2 separate regions of the Danio rerio genome follow, and region 2 is linked to region 1. Evidence: chromatin contacts called from public Hi-C data. All regions are on one chromosome and are shown on one strand. The core of a region is the stretch at or near the end of the contact, and the rest is flanking DNA. Distances in the headings are between cores, read along the strand shown. Region 1 overlaps tnrc6c1 (trinucleotide repeat containing adaptor 6C1). Region 2 has its middle 100 kb from the start of tnrc6c1.

Region 1 (6,389 bases), core at 3,795-6,294:
TGTGGTTGGTGATTAATGTGGTCTCTTTGGTCATTTTGTTTTGTTATATAGCATGAAGGTGGAAGTGCTGGTTGTGGCATTTGGATGCTGGTTTTGGGGAAATCGGCCCGTGCTTAAGTAGCACGATTGTAATGAATAACTTTTTTTTATGCCTTATTTAGATGCGACAGTAGCAGGACAGACAGGAAATCAGACAGGGACCTGGAAAAGAAAAGGATCTTTAGTCAGGATTTGAACTTTGGGTCACCTAGAGTGCATCTATACATGTTGGAGCACATGGCTATTTGTTGATCATAATAGAGACTTGGCAATGCAAACCACAAGTAAATCTTTCAAATGGTGCACAATATGTCAATATGCCATTTTTATTGGCTAATATGATTTTTTTTGTGTGTTATTATAATTGGCCAAATATATTAAAGTTATATTTATATGAAAACAAATTATTCTGCCCAGCTAATGCATTACAGATGCATGATGCAGGCTGTAAGGGGTTTTGATTGGTGCATATGTTTATGTATAAGTATTTAGGCATAATTATGTGACATGCTGCATGGAAATGATGAGCAGAGTTTTTTTCTTCTGTGAAGGAAAAAAATAGGACATCGGAATTGCAATTTGTTGATAAAAACATCTAGATCAGGAGTGGCCAAACTTTTTCCATGAAAGGCCAAAATCCAAACTTCATTGAGGGCTGTGGGCTGAAGGTAAATGTAGGAAACTGTATTACATTTAAGTTGCTATGAGTAATTTCCAAATTAATTTTTTTCTAAGATATAAAACAAAACTAGAAAACATTGCATTATATGAACTAATGATGTATAATAAAAAATACTTTATTTTGATAGTCCATTTGTTGAATTTAAGTTGCGTCTACATGCCTAATGTACAGTAATTCTCAATAGATTATTAGTAGACTGTTAGATTGGGATTAGGGTTAGTAATTAGGGTTGGTTCTTATAGTCAGTTAAATGTCTATTTAGCAGCAGTATCAACAGATACTAAGCAGACAGTCTGCCAATACTTAAATGGACCATCAAAATAAAATGTTACAGTAAAAAAATAACTTCCTGTTTACTACACAATATAGTTCAATGCTGAATACACAAGTTGAGCTTTTGCATTGATTTGCTGCCAATGTTTTGTGCATCATCCTATATTCATTGAGGGACAGTATTTACTTTTTTTAACGGATTCATTTACAACATTTAACAGAAACTTTTTATTTCAGTTTGTTCTTTTGTAGCTCAACTCAACAATGAAACAAACAAACAAACAAACAAAAAAGGTTATGTTAAATTCAATATGATGATCTCTGTTAAAGGCATTCTCCCCAATGCTCCCTATCATTCTCCTGCTCTTTTTGGATAGAATGGTGGGCCAAACCAAAGGTATGGGCCAACTTTGGCCCGCGGGCCCTAGTTTGGACATCTCTGATCTATATGCTTCATTGCAGTTTCCTTGTTTTCTGCTGTTTAGTATACAACATTTAAACTGACACTTCTTATATTTTTTAAATCTTAAGCCATCTGTCACTCAAATGGAGTGACCGCAGCAATTTACTAATGACAACAATACAGTCAATTCCCAATGAGGATGTTTCACCCAGAGAAGTAAATTTTGAAGGGATTTCAGTTTTATGTTGATGTTATTTTTAATTTTCGTTTATTTTATTTTTTTAGAATTGATCTTTGCAGTAATTTCTGCTTTGCTCTGGGGGTCACACTTTGCATGAATAAAATGTTACAACACAATGAAGCCAGGAATATCTGCAGATGTTATTTTAAGACATTAAAATAGCAACGAAAATGGCTGGGTTATACAAATGTTTTTCTAATTAATTAACAAGATATGAAAATGTCCTACTTATTTGTGTTTGTTTACTCCAAACCCTTTTTATTAAAGTGAGAGGATATTCACTAATTATTTGTTAAAACACAAGACGCAAGTAGTAGAATTGATTTATTTTTTAATTTTGACTTCAGCTTCTAGTTTTTGAGCTGTGTGTCGTCCAAGACACTGCAAAAATCTTGACACACACACAGAGCAAAGATGTCTGTCTTCTAAAATGCCTTTGACTGTGAATTAAAAGTCTGATAAAATGATTGCAGTAAAATCAGAAATCATTTTCTGTGTGTGAACAGCCTCTCATGATTGTGGCTCAAAAGATGTGGTTCAATAGGCAGCAAAATAGCCTAATTAGTTTATCACAGACAGGGTCCTGTTCAAATCTCCTGTTGACATTTAATCAGTGTGCTTTTGTTATGTAGTTTTGTTTGAGCTCACTCATGTGTGAATGTGCAATAGTCGTGGATGCTGTTTTTTTTCTGCTGCCTTGCTTTTGCAGGCAAAGAAAGCAAGGTGGAGAGAAGCGCCCTTGCTGAGCTGTGCTTTGCTACTTCCTGTGTTTGGAGGCGTATGGGTGTGCCAAGACTTGTAGTTTGTACGTGGACTTGGCAGTCTTCGGCTGTGTGTCTGTGGCTTGTCGATCGCAGTGGCGGAGCGAAAGAATGAGTTTGAGAGGAAAAAGGAGAGATGGCAGACGATCAGCTCTGTGGGCTGGGGTGATTCACAGCTTACAGTAAATGTGCGTGATTCAGAAGGAGTCTCCTGATTGGCATGGCAGATATATGGGCTGGCTTGTGGACTGTTTTTAATTCTCTTCCCAAAGTATCAATTGGCTCTTGTTTATAAGTTGAAGGAATCATTCTTTAGTTTTGGTTAGTAGCAAGACCAAGTTCAAAAATCTAGTAACTTATCTTGCTAAGCCATTTTTCCCATCATTATGCACACTTGATGTGACTGAAATACTTGGCAGAAAAATCACATTATTTAAATTGTTTCAATTCAACATGAGTGGCACTTGCCTGTGCTCGTACTTTGTAAAAACCTTACATCACAGGTATTGTAGTCTGATTTCCGGATTCCCAAACAAATGGCTTCTATCAGCCACTTCTTTCGAGTGAGACTTAATGAACCGAAATAATGCAGTGTGACTGCTGTTGTCCACTTCTTGAATTAGGTCTGTTCTTTTAATTGTATCGAACGCTTAGTTTATGTATTCTAGTTACTGTTACTGGTTGTTTCAGTTTTTTGTTTTTGTATTACTTATTTACTACACAACCTCATAAAAGACTGAGTAATTGAGTCTGTATAAAACTTTTTTTGTTTGCAGAAATCTTTTTATTTTATTTATCATAATTACTATTAATATTACTGTTATTATTATTATTGTTGTTGAATATTCTTATTATTTGGCAATGCAGTTTGTAAATATGGCTGGCAGAAGGGCCAATTTTTTTGCTATTTATGTTATATATTTTTTTAAAAATAATATATGGATGAAAAGACTTTTTTTTTTACACTGACTGTCTAATTTTATCTAGTAAAACAGTGCTCATATTAAATTCTATGAAAACAAATATAGTGAATGCTATGCGTTATGTGCAAAAAAGGTTATGTGTACACTGTAAAACCCAGTGGTCAACTTTATCAAATGAAATGAGTGTAGTTAACTCCATTTACTGAAAGTTAACTCATTTAAAAAGACTTTTAAACTCAGTGTTGAAGGTGATGAGTTAATTAAATACCTCATTACTTCAACTTAAATAGAGTAAGTTCACCGTACTCTTAGCTTTTGAAGTCAAATGGTTTGTAGAAATCGGTTTTCTTAGTTTTGAGTTGCCTTAACTTATTTGGTTTTACAGTACTCAGTTGGTTTGAGTTCTCTTCATTTATTGGGTTTTACAATGCTCGAATTGCTTCATTTATTCAAATGGATTAAGTTCACAGTACTCATTAGGATTAGTTTTTAAATTTTAAATGGTTTGTTTCAATCGGTTTTGAGTTACCTTAACTTACTGGGTTTAACATTTTAAACCTTGTGTATAAACTGTGTTTGTACAGTATGTTTGCCTACGCTATTAGGAATGCAACGATTAACCGATTTCACTATTAACCACGCTTTAATTTGTCATGGTTAATTAATCGTAAAGGCTTTTTTTTAACACCACGTTTCTGCACGGAACAAAACTGCTGCAACTAAATAAAGTTATTCAAACTGTGTGCTAGTAAGCTTGTACACTGACTAATACGTACACACATTGGATTAACTATGGCTGATGCTTTTAACTAAGGGCCGATCACATATTAAGTCTTTTGCGCGCACAAGTTTACTATTTCCAATGGAGGTGCATATTGGGAGCGATGCGTTCCCAAGTGCATGTATTTGAAAGTATGCTGCGAGCGCAACGTGAGTCACATGACAAGAACTGACCAATTAGCTTCATACTTTGCATAAAATATACACATTTCAATTATTATTCTATTCTATTATTTATTCTTATTTTTATTAATTCCTTTTTTTATTCTATGTTCTTTCATTTATTTTTAGTGTAAAATTATTGGGGTTTTTTTAAATGCAAAAAAATTTTTTTTTTTTTAACTCTAAAGAGAAATGGACTACTGTTTGTTTTTATTATTATTTTATGCTGTTTGAATTGGTTACTGAGCATCAATAAATAACTCTAAAATATAAAAGTTTTCATGTAATTTTCTAGATTAGTAGTGTTTTGAAATGAATGAATGCATAATTATTGTGGTAACTGTTGTGGTAATGTTCCTAGACTAAAATACAAGTGTACAATGTACAAGCAAAATCTATAATCGTTGCATTCCTATACACTACAGTGCAATATATAGGAGCAGATGTAATTGCATAACTTAGTCTGGATACTTATCATATTATTAATATTATTATAATAATAATACTTAATAAAATAATATGTTTTGCCCTAATTTTAAGACAGCATTGCATTTATGGCAGTCCCAGAATGTATATTGATGGTTTTAAAACCTACCTATGCTTCCATTCCTTTTCCTGCTGCCTGCCGCCTGCTGCCTCTCCTTGTTGAGTTGGCTTTTGTGTATGTTTTGAGCCGGCACGTGCACTGAGCTGTGGTTCCGCTGGATGTTACTTAACGCACATTGCCTAGCGAGTAATAAGAGCTCCCAGCTTTCTCTGTGTGTGTGTTTTTACAGGAAGCCGCTGGAATGTAGCCGAATGGCCCATAGCTCAGCTTTAAGCCAGCAACAGCAACACAGAGGCTGTATTCATTTAGCTTGTCACTTTTGCTCCCCCCATCTTTCCTACAGTCATCGCATGGCTATCTAATGTAAAATGGCCCGTGGGACGGAAATTATTTTCAACCTATCATCAGAAATCAATGGTTTTTAACTTTTTCGCATGGCCTGATGCCCCACTTCCAAGTGATTTCTGAAAGAGTAGCATTTTTTATTATTGAATACAGTGAAAATGTCAATATTGAAGTAAATTTCAGTTTTAAATAAAGACTTTCTATTAAAGTGTATTGAAAAAATGAGTGTTTCTTAGATAAGCAAACTTTAAGCAGCAATTAATGCTACATCCTTCAATGTCACCCCATCTTTTAGAAATCATTTTAATGAAACCCATTAAAGCCATAATTAATTCTTTTACAGAATACCTTGAAATTAGATTTTTTTTAAAGAAGAGTGTTTAAAAAAATTTTAAATAAATTATAGCATAGTATTTCATATTATTAATAAAAGTTTGACTATTTAATATATAAAAAAGTCCAAACTTTCAGTTTATTGAATCCTTAATAAAGGAAAGTATTTATTTCAGAAATTAGTCTTACTGTCTCCAAACTTCAATGGGAAAACATGTCAAAAACAACTTGGTGTCTTATTTTGCTTTTGGCTATAGTTAAAGTTAGATAGAATCCATAGTGCCTGATTGAGTGTTATTTCTATTACTGACATATGTACTAGGGAACCATCTCAGCCTCTTATAGTCACAGGTGACTCTTTTGGATCTCTGTGGTCTGATTCATCAGATAGAAATATCTGTCAACATTGTTCAGTTTCTTTTAGTACTCCAGCTTGCAGTATTAGGGGATTATGGGGTATATATGGTTGTCTTGAGTCAGTATTTTGCAGTTTAGTTTGATGCTGTCAAAGGCAAGCTCTTGAATCGCATTTTTCACCTTTAAAAGTGCAATATGTAATTGTGTTCAGAGTAGGGCTAGGAGATTTGGCCTAAAATCTAAATCTCAATCAATCAAACATTTTACCTGGATTATGGTTAATGAATTTAATTATTTATTTATTTATTTATTTATTTATTTTTTTTTTTTTTGCCGTCATATTTCACTGACAGCTTTTGTACAGCAAATATGCTCACATATTACAACTGAGACATTTCTGAATGAAGCATTACTTGATTTTTATATAACTGAAGGAAACACACTATCTACTTTCTATGATTATTTATTAAACATCCGTGTTGAATCACTGAAATGAAAACACAGTGTAAAACTAAGTCACTTCTTATAAAAAAAGAAAGTAAA
Region 2 (7,091 bases), core at 913-3,412, 160 kb before region 1:
GGAATGGCAGCAGCTCCTTAACCTCCACACCGTCTCTATCTCTTTCTGTGTTTTATTTCTTCATTTTGCTCTGTCTGTGTGAAATATGGAGCGTTTGGAGAGATTGTTTGATGTATTCAATCAGGTGCCGTCAGTGATGCGTGACTGCAGGACGGCTGGGGAATGAGTTTGGGATGAATAAAAGAGAGGAGGGGGCGATGAGGAGTCCTAACGCTTGTAAAAGAGAGAGGTGGAAGGGGCTTCCTCCAGGTAAATTGCCCTTTTGCAGGCATATTGCAGAAGCCTGTCTTTATCTCATTCGATGTCTATGGCCATTACTGTCCCGTATGGTGAAAGTGCTGATGTGGGACATTGGACGGACACGTCTGCGCTGAGACTAATAGTATAATCAGGTACTGAGGAATTCATTTTCTCCTCGGCTGCTCTCTGCATGCGGTGGGGAGTGGAGAGAGATCTGCGGGTTAACCTCTGTCCCGTTAACCCACGCTAACTCCCCCATTTGGCATTAAACTATAACCTCTATAACTCCCAAAGCCCTTGGCGGAGGGTCGGAGGTCAACAGTGAGGCATTTGTTTAATTCTCTTGCCATTCGTTGACGAGAGGAAACTTTATTTGCTGTATGTAGCACCGTTTGATGCATCAAAGTATGTGAGAAACGATGGAGTGGTTGGTCCTGTACATCTGATGCTCTTTATGAGTGTGATGCACACAGATGACACACAATCAAGTAAAATGTGGTGGCTTTATGCCTGGTATTTATTCTGAGTGTGTGTGTCACAAATGCTTGTCTGCATTGAGTTATATTTAGTCGAAAGCATTTCATGTTTAACAAACATGAAATTCAAATGTTGGCTCTGTTTATGCAATGTTATTATTTCATAACAATTCAACATTACTGCAGTATATCCAGATAATTTTTAAACATTTTTTTTGTTTGTTCTTTCTGTTATTATTTATTTATTATTATTATTATTATTATTATTATTATTATTATTATTATTATTATTATTATTAATGTTTTGAAGTTTAATTAGTCTTTCTGAAAAACTTTACCATGAAATTAAATACTAAATAAATAAAAAATAATTAAAAAAGCTTAATTTTTCTTTATTAATATTCATGTTATTGTTTTTAAGGAGTATTAAATATATTGTGTTAAAATGAAATAAAATAAAAGATAAAAAAATACCTAAGTGTTTTTCTATAATATTATCATTACTATTATTATAAAATATTCAGAATTATTATTGTTTATTTTTATTTTTTAAATTAAATGGATATTGTGCATCAAGATAATTTACTTTGATATGTTTTTATAATGTAAAAATGAGGGGAAGAGGATGAGAGCTTTCATATGTATATGTGTATATATACAGTTGAGGTCAGAATTATTCACCCCCATGTTTATTATTTTTTTCCCAATTTCTGTTTAACAGGAAGATTTTTTTCAACACATTTCTAAACATAATAGTTTTAATAACTAATTTCTAATAACTGATTTATTTTATTTTTGTCATGATGACAGTAAATATTATTTGACTAGATGTTTTCAAGACACTTCTATACAGCTTAAAGTGACACTTAAAGGCTTAACTAGGTTAATTAGGTTAACTAGGCAGGTTAGGGTAATTAGGCAAGTTATTGTATAATGATAGTTTGTTCTGTAGACTATCGAAAAAATAGCCTAAAGGGGCTAAAAGTTTTGTCATTTGAATTTTTTTTAAATACTTTTATTCTAGCCGAAGTAAAACAAATAAGACTTTCTCCAGAAGAAAGAATATTATCAGACATACTGTTAAAATTTACTTGTTCTGTTAAACATCATTTGAGAAATATTTAAAATATAATTCTGACTTTAACTGTTTATATAATGTAAAATATTTTTAAAAAATTTTTAAATCTCTTTAAATAAATGTATCTGGAGTTCCTTGAGTCCTTGAGAGCTTTCATGAGATCTCCTCATTGATTAATAAATGGTCAGTGTCTTTTGCCACAAATGTTATGCCAAGGTGCAAGCTGAAAACCTCTTTCTACCAGTGCTGCCCCTCATGTGTCTTGCCGTCAGTCTCTTTCTCTCTCACTCCCCCCTCCAGCCTGATCCTCCTCTCCTGTTTACCACTGCCTTGCTAATGGAAAAAATCTGCAGCAATATGCAAAAACGCTGCTAAAGCAAATGCAGGTTGCCCAGGCAACAAGGAGGTTATATTCCTGTGCGCTGATGGAAATCAGTGTAGCGCCTCGCTCTTGCATCCTGACCAAAATTAGATAGCGGCGAACACAAAGCCGGAGATGGGGAAGAGCGAGAGGAGGAAGGGTCCCAGGGGCCAGTTCTACTTCAAGCCATGTTTAGTTTTCATCAGTGGCCCTGCAGATGTGCTGGCGCTCACTGCTTTTTGCATTTGTGTGGAAGAAATCAGAATCTCACTGCAACAAATATAGCTTCTTCACTTTGCATACTGTGATTTTCTGTAAAGCCGCTTAAATTTAGCTGTATTAATATGAAGGTATGACACTTCAGAGAAAAATGTAATGTCATGCTTTCATAACTGATTGATTACATAAAACATTGCAAACATTTTGTTTTTATTATGTTTTTTTTCTTAAATATTATGTTTGTATATGCAAATGAGATATTGTTCCATGAAATATGCATTGCATACATTTAAAACACAAAATTCTGAACGTTGAATTAAGTCAGGTGTCTAAACTGTTTCTTTGTTTATATTTCTTATTACATATTATTTTAAAATTAAGGTTTTTAGCAAGGTTATTTTGAATATATTTTTATTACTCCATAATTTGAACAATACTGTGAACAGCCAGGAAAACGTTGAATAAAATCAAGCAAATTATATATTATAGTAGTCAATGCCTCAATGGAGGCGAAAAAAAAAATCATTTTGAGAATTTCTGTTTAAAGGGCACCTATTTTATACCTTTTTCAAGATTTAAGATAAATATTTTGTCTCCAGAATGTGTCTGTAAAGTTTCAGCTCAAAACACCCGTCAGAATATTTATTATACCTTTCAGAATATTGGGATTTTCAGCTTTTTTTTTTTTTTTTTTTTTTTTTTTGCCTGTGCCTTTTATGTTAGTTCACCCCGGACATCGTTCCCACGTGCCGGTCAGAGTGTGCCTCAATCTCCGCTTTGGCTGAGTCAGATAAACAGCACAGTGACAGACATGAAGGAAGCAGATCTCATGTAACGCTTGTGAGAAAAAACTACAGTAAGAACTTTTCCAATTATTATTTGATGTATTTGTTGTGGAGTTAATTCAAGCCTTTCTGCAACGATGATTCACAGCAATGTCAGTACAACGTTCACATTAAGTTAATGTACAAAGTAAACCTGGACAAACGTCCAAAAATCAGGAATGAAGCATCGTCATTTATAATATTACTGACAAGCGGCTGATGTGATGAATTACAGCAGTTTTACTGACTTTTCTTCCTTACAGACATGTACTATTTTAAAAACGTTTTAAACTTTTAAAACTCATTCTTGATCATTTTTGATGATCACAGAGAGCTGAACAGATCTTTTAATCCCAGTTGCTTTGCACACGCCCTGTCTTGTTGATATGATTATATGTGTTACTAACAGGGCGGGCGCGTCCATAGAGGCGACCTAGGCGGCCGCCTAGGGCGGCAGTATAGGGAGGGTGGCATCCGTGACACCTCCCTTACCACCCGCGTTCTCAGTTATGTCCGCGACACATCCCTCACCACCCGCGTCCTCAGATATATTCGCACATAGATGACAGAATAGAGAGGGCGGCGTCAGCGACACCTTCATCAGCACCCGCGTGTCCTCAGTTATATCCGCGCATAGGGCGGCAGAATTGAGGTACGCGACACCCGTGCATCCTCAGTTATATCCGCGCATATATAGGGCGGCAGAATAGAGAGCGCAGTGTCCGCAACACCTCCCTCCCTCAGCACCCGCGGGTCCTCAGTTATATCCACGCATAGTGCGCTGGAAACGAGGTCCGCGACACCTCACTTCATTTTCATAAACGGTCACTTTTGTTTTCACATTGGGGTTGAGGGCGGCATGATCGTCCTCTGCCTAGAGCGGCAGTTCAGCTTGCTCCGGCCCTGGTTACTAAAGACAAGTTAATATGCGTCTGTCAATCAATTCAGTGGGCGGGGAAACCGCACTCCTACTGTACATCACATTGTTGTGGGCCTCAAATCAGAAGGGATTTGGATGCTACTTTAACGTCAGGAAATTTAAAAAAGGGAGGCTTATTGTCTTTATATTACTCCAATATGTCTGTGGAAACAATATACCTGCACACAGATATGTCCAAACAGCTTTCAAAAGAGGATTTTTATCATAGGTGCTCTTTAATGTATTGTAATTGAAATCTAATGACACAAATCAAGTGTAACAAGAGTAACATTTAAAATATTAATAGCATTTTGAATGTTTTCTGTCCTTAATTTTTGTAGACGTGTTATACTTACAGCATGAGGTGAATTTCACTGCAGTGATTTGTGTGTTTAACCTGCTCTGCTTTGAATGTAATAATTGAGTCTCCATGCGTAATCTTGTTTCGTTAACTGGCCGGATATGGAAAGTCTCATCAGGGTGTCTGTGGAGAAACCGCAGACCGCAAGTGTGTCTTTGAGAAATCTACTCCCAGTAAATTTGCGGAAGGTAGTGAACGAGAAAAAGGGATCAATTAAAATGAGAAATGTCAAGACGTCTATTTCTCCCACATTAACAGATAAGGACTTTGCCTCCAGATATTCTTGAAATTCATATGTATTTTTAGCATCTTCACATCTCAAATGTACGTTTTCCTGGCACGTCTCGCTTCCCACTGAACCGTAATGATTAAAAATATATATATGCATGTTACTGTATGTCTTCAAAAGACAGTTTAAAATGGAAAATAAGTACTTCAACCTGGAGCTATTAAATGTCAGGTCTAGTGAAATAATATCTCCATAATATCAGTGTTTCTATTCTGAAAATTGTGCAATTACACTACAGACTTCCACTGAAAAGCAGTTCAAGGCGAAAACACTTGTAGTCAAAGGAAATTATTTTTAGATTTAGTTTTCTGCTTTATGGCGAAGAGCTTTCATTTTATCTTTCATCATCATCATCACTTTATTTCTTTTAACTGTATGCATGAACCTTTAGCTTTTTTCTTTCGTATGGGGCTATATTTTCATAAAATCTGATGTATTTCATTCCATGCCGTTATTTTGCTGATAGGTACTTACCTTTTACTTTAAAAAAAGAAAAAAATAAGTACAGCATTCTTCAGTCAAAAACTATGGGCTCTATTTTAATGATAGGTGCAAGGTCTAAGGTACATAGCACAAAAGCATTAAGGGCGTGTCCAAATCCACTTTTGCTATTTTAAGGACGGAAAAAGACGTTTTTTCCACCCTGACGCATGATCTAACAGGTTTGTGCTTATTCTCTTAATGAGTTATGGGTGGGTTTTGAGAATAATGTGCATTAAACCATTTAGAGTCTCATCTCTCATTCCCTTAAAGAGTCTATTGCAACCCGCCTTGGCACATTGGACTTTGTAAGTGGGAAATGAATGCTTCACTAGCAAAAAAGCAGATAAACAGACCATCTGCAGCAAAAAGATAAAGAACAAGCTGCTTTACTTTCTCTTTACTTCTACTCTTTGCTCTTTTACTTTCATGGAAAAGGAAAAGGTGTTGTACGCACTCCACTGAAAACATCCATTAGCCTACATATTTAATTTTGTTTGTTAAGCTCAAAGATTTGTTTCAAAACTATTTCTAAATTCAGTTCTAATTTCCAGCAAACTAATAAATGAACAATAATTATGAAGTGTGGTCAAAATTATATCCAAGAGTTATATCCAAACAAACGTCCTATGGTCTGAAACTCGACAGATTGAAAAATCTAAGCTTGTTTTTATTAACAAATATAAACATGCATATAATAAATCATACTGCTAATTATAATAACATTATACAAAAGCAAACTGTCATGAATAAACTGAAAAAAGCTCCCTGAGATGAAGACGGCATGGAGGCAGTGGTTTTTATATTCATGTACAAAAAAGTATTTTTTGTAATATTTTAATCCTTAAATTTTTTTATATGTAAAGATATTTCCATATTGCTGTACATCCTCATTGTATTAAGCAATGTGTACGCATTTAAGGCACATGATGTTTCAGTTTCTTAATAGCAGTGCGCCAACAATGCACCTTAACACACCTCTATTTTAGAACCGAACACCCATGAGTCCACAAAGTGGCACAGATGGATTTGCTATTTAAACAACGAAAACAGAAAATTTAGTGTTGCAATGGTCTGAAAATAGCAACATATCACGTCAAACACATCTTGTACATTGCATCAGGGTATGATAGGGTCCTTTGTGTGTAAAATGTTAATGGTTTATGATTTTTAAAGAATACAGTTTAGCATTTGTCATGTAGTCATATCAAGGGGACAGACAGAAGCTCCACTGAAATATCATTGTGCTCTATTCAAATATGGCTGATAAATCCCTAAATCTACATGAGAATTCATTCATCATTCATTTTCTTTTCGGCTTAGTCCCTTTATTAATCTGGGGTCACCACAGCGGAAAGAACCGCCAACTTATCCAGCACATGTTTCATGCAGTGGATGCCCTTCCAGCTGCACCCCACTGTGGGAAATACATGAGAATTGTTTATCTATTTTATTTTGCACTCTATAGACTCTTTTTGCTGGAGGAAAACATTTTATAAATGAGCAATTCCATGCAAATGTCAACTTTGCCATGAACAAAATTAAGTTTTTACCAAAATAGCAAAACCCTTTCTACGTTTTTTTGCGTAAGCAAGCATTTTACAGTACTGTAAAATACTCAAAAATGCACCTGTCGATGTTTTCAAATAATTGAATTTGATTTACCAAAGTCCCACAAGTGCCAATTTCACATCTGTCACATCCATAATGGAGAGACGTCACATCCATAACAAAGCTTTTTCCTCATAATGGCAAAAATGTCAAATAAAATAAAATCAATCATTTTTGTTCTATAGTGAGCCAACTCTTATCCTTTTGATTAGCATTGTTTCTTTTAGTTTGTG

Evidence for each region. A called contact is a pair of places that touch in the nucleus more often than the background predicts.
Region 2: a Hi-C map of embryo shows a contact between it and region 1, with 2.6 times the contacts expected there. The contact joins two enhancer-like sites. A contact is called at or near these places in 6 of 18 Hi-C or Micro-C datasets (caudal fin, embryo, fibroblasts and 2 more) and 1 of 4 datasets of contacts at active chromatin or transcription factors (caudal fin).

The regions. Positions count from the first base shown.
Region 1 is chr3:33,138,911-33,145,299 of GRCz12tu, reverse strand. The region is part of intron 3 of tnrc6c1 (trinucleotide repeat containing adaptor 6C1); the gene reads left to right. Among named protein-coding and RNA genes, the nearest start is that of tnrc6c1, 50 kb to the left of the region's middle. Within about 2 kb of position 5,044, at least 23 of the 62 cell types and tissues checked have an H3K27ac peak or open chromatin away from gene starts, as enhancers often do.
Region 2 is chr3:33,291,747-33,298,837 of GRCz12tu, reverse strand. No RefSeq gene overlaps it. Among named protein-coding and RNA genes, the nearest start is that of tnrc6c1, 100 kb to the right of the region's middle. Within about 2 kb of position 2,162, at least 4 of the 62 cell types and tissues checked have an H3K27ac peak or open chromatin away from gene starts, as enhancers often do.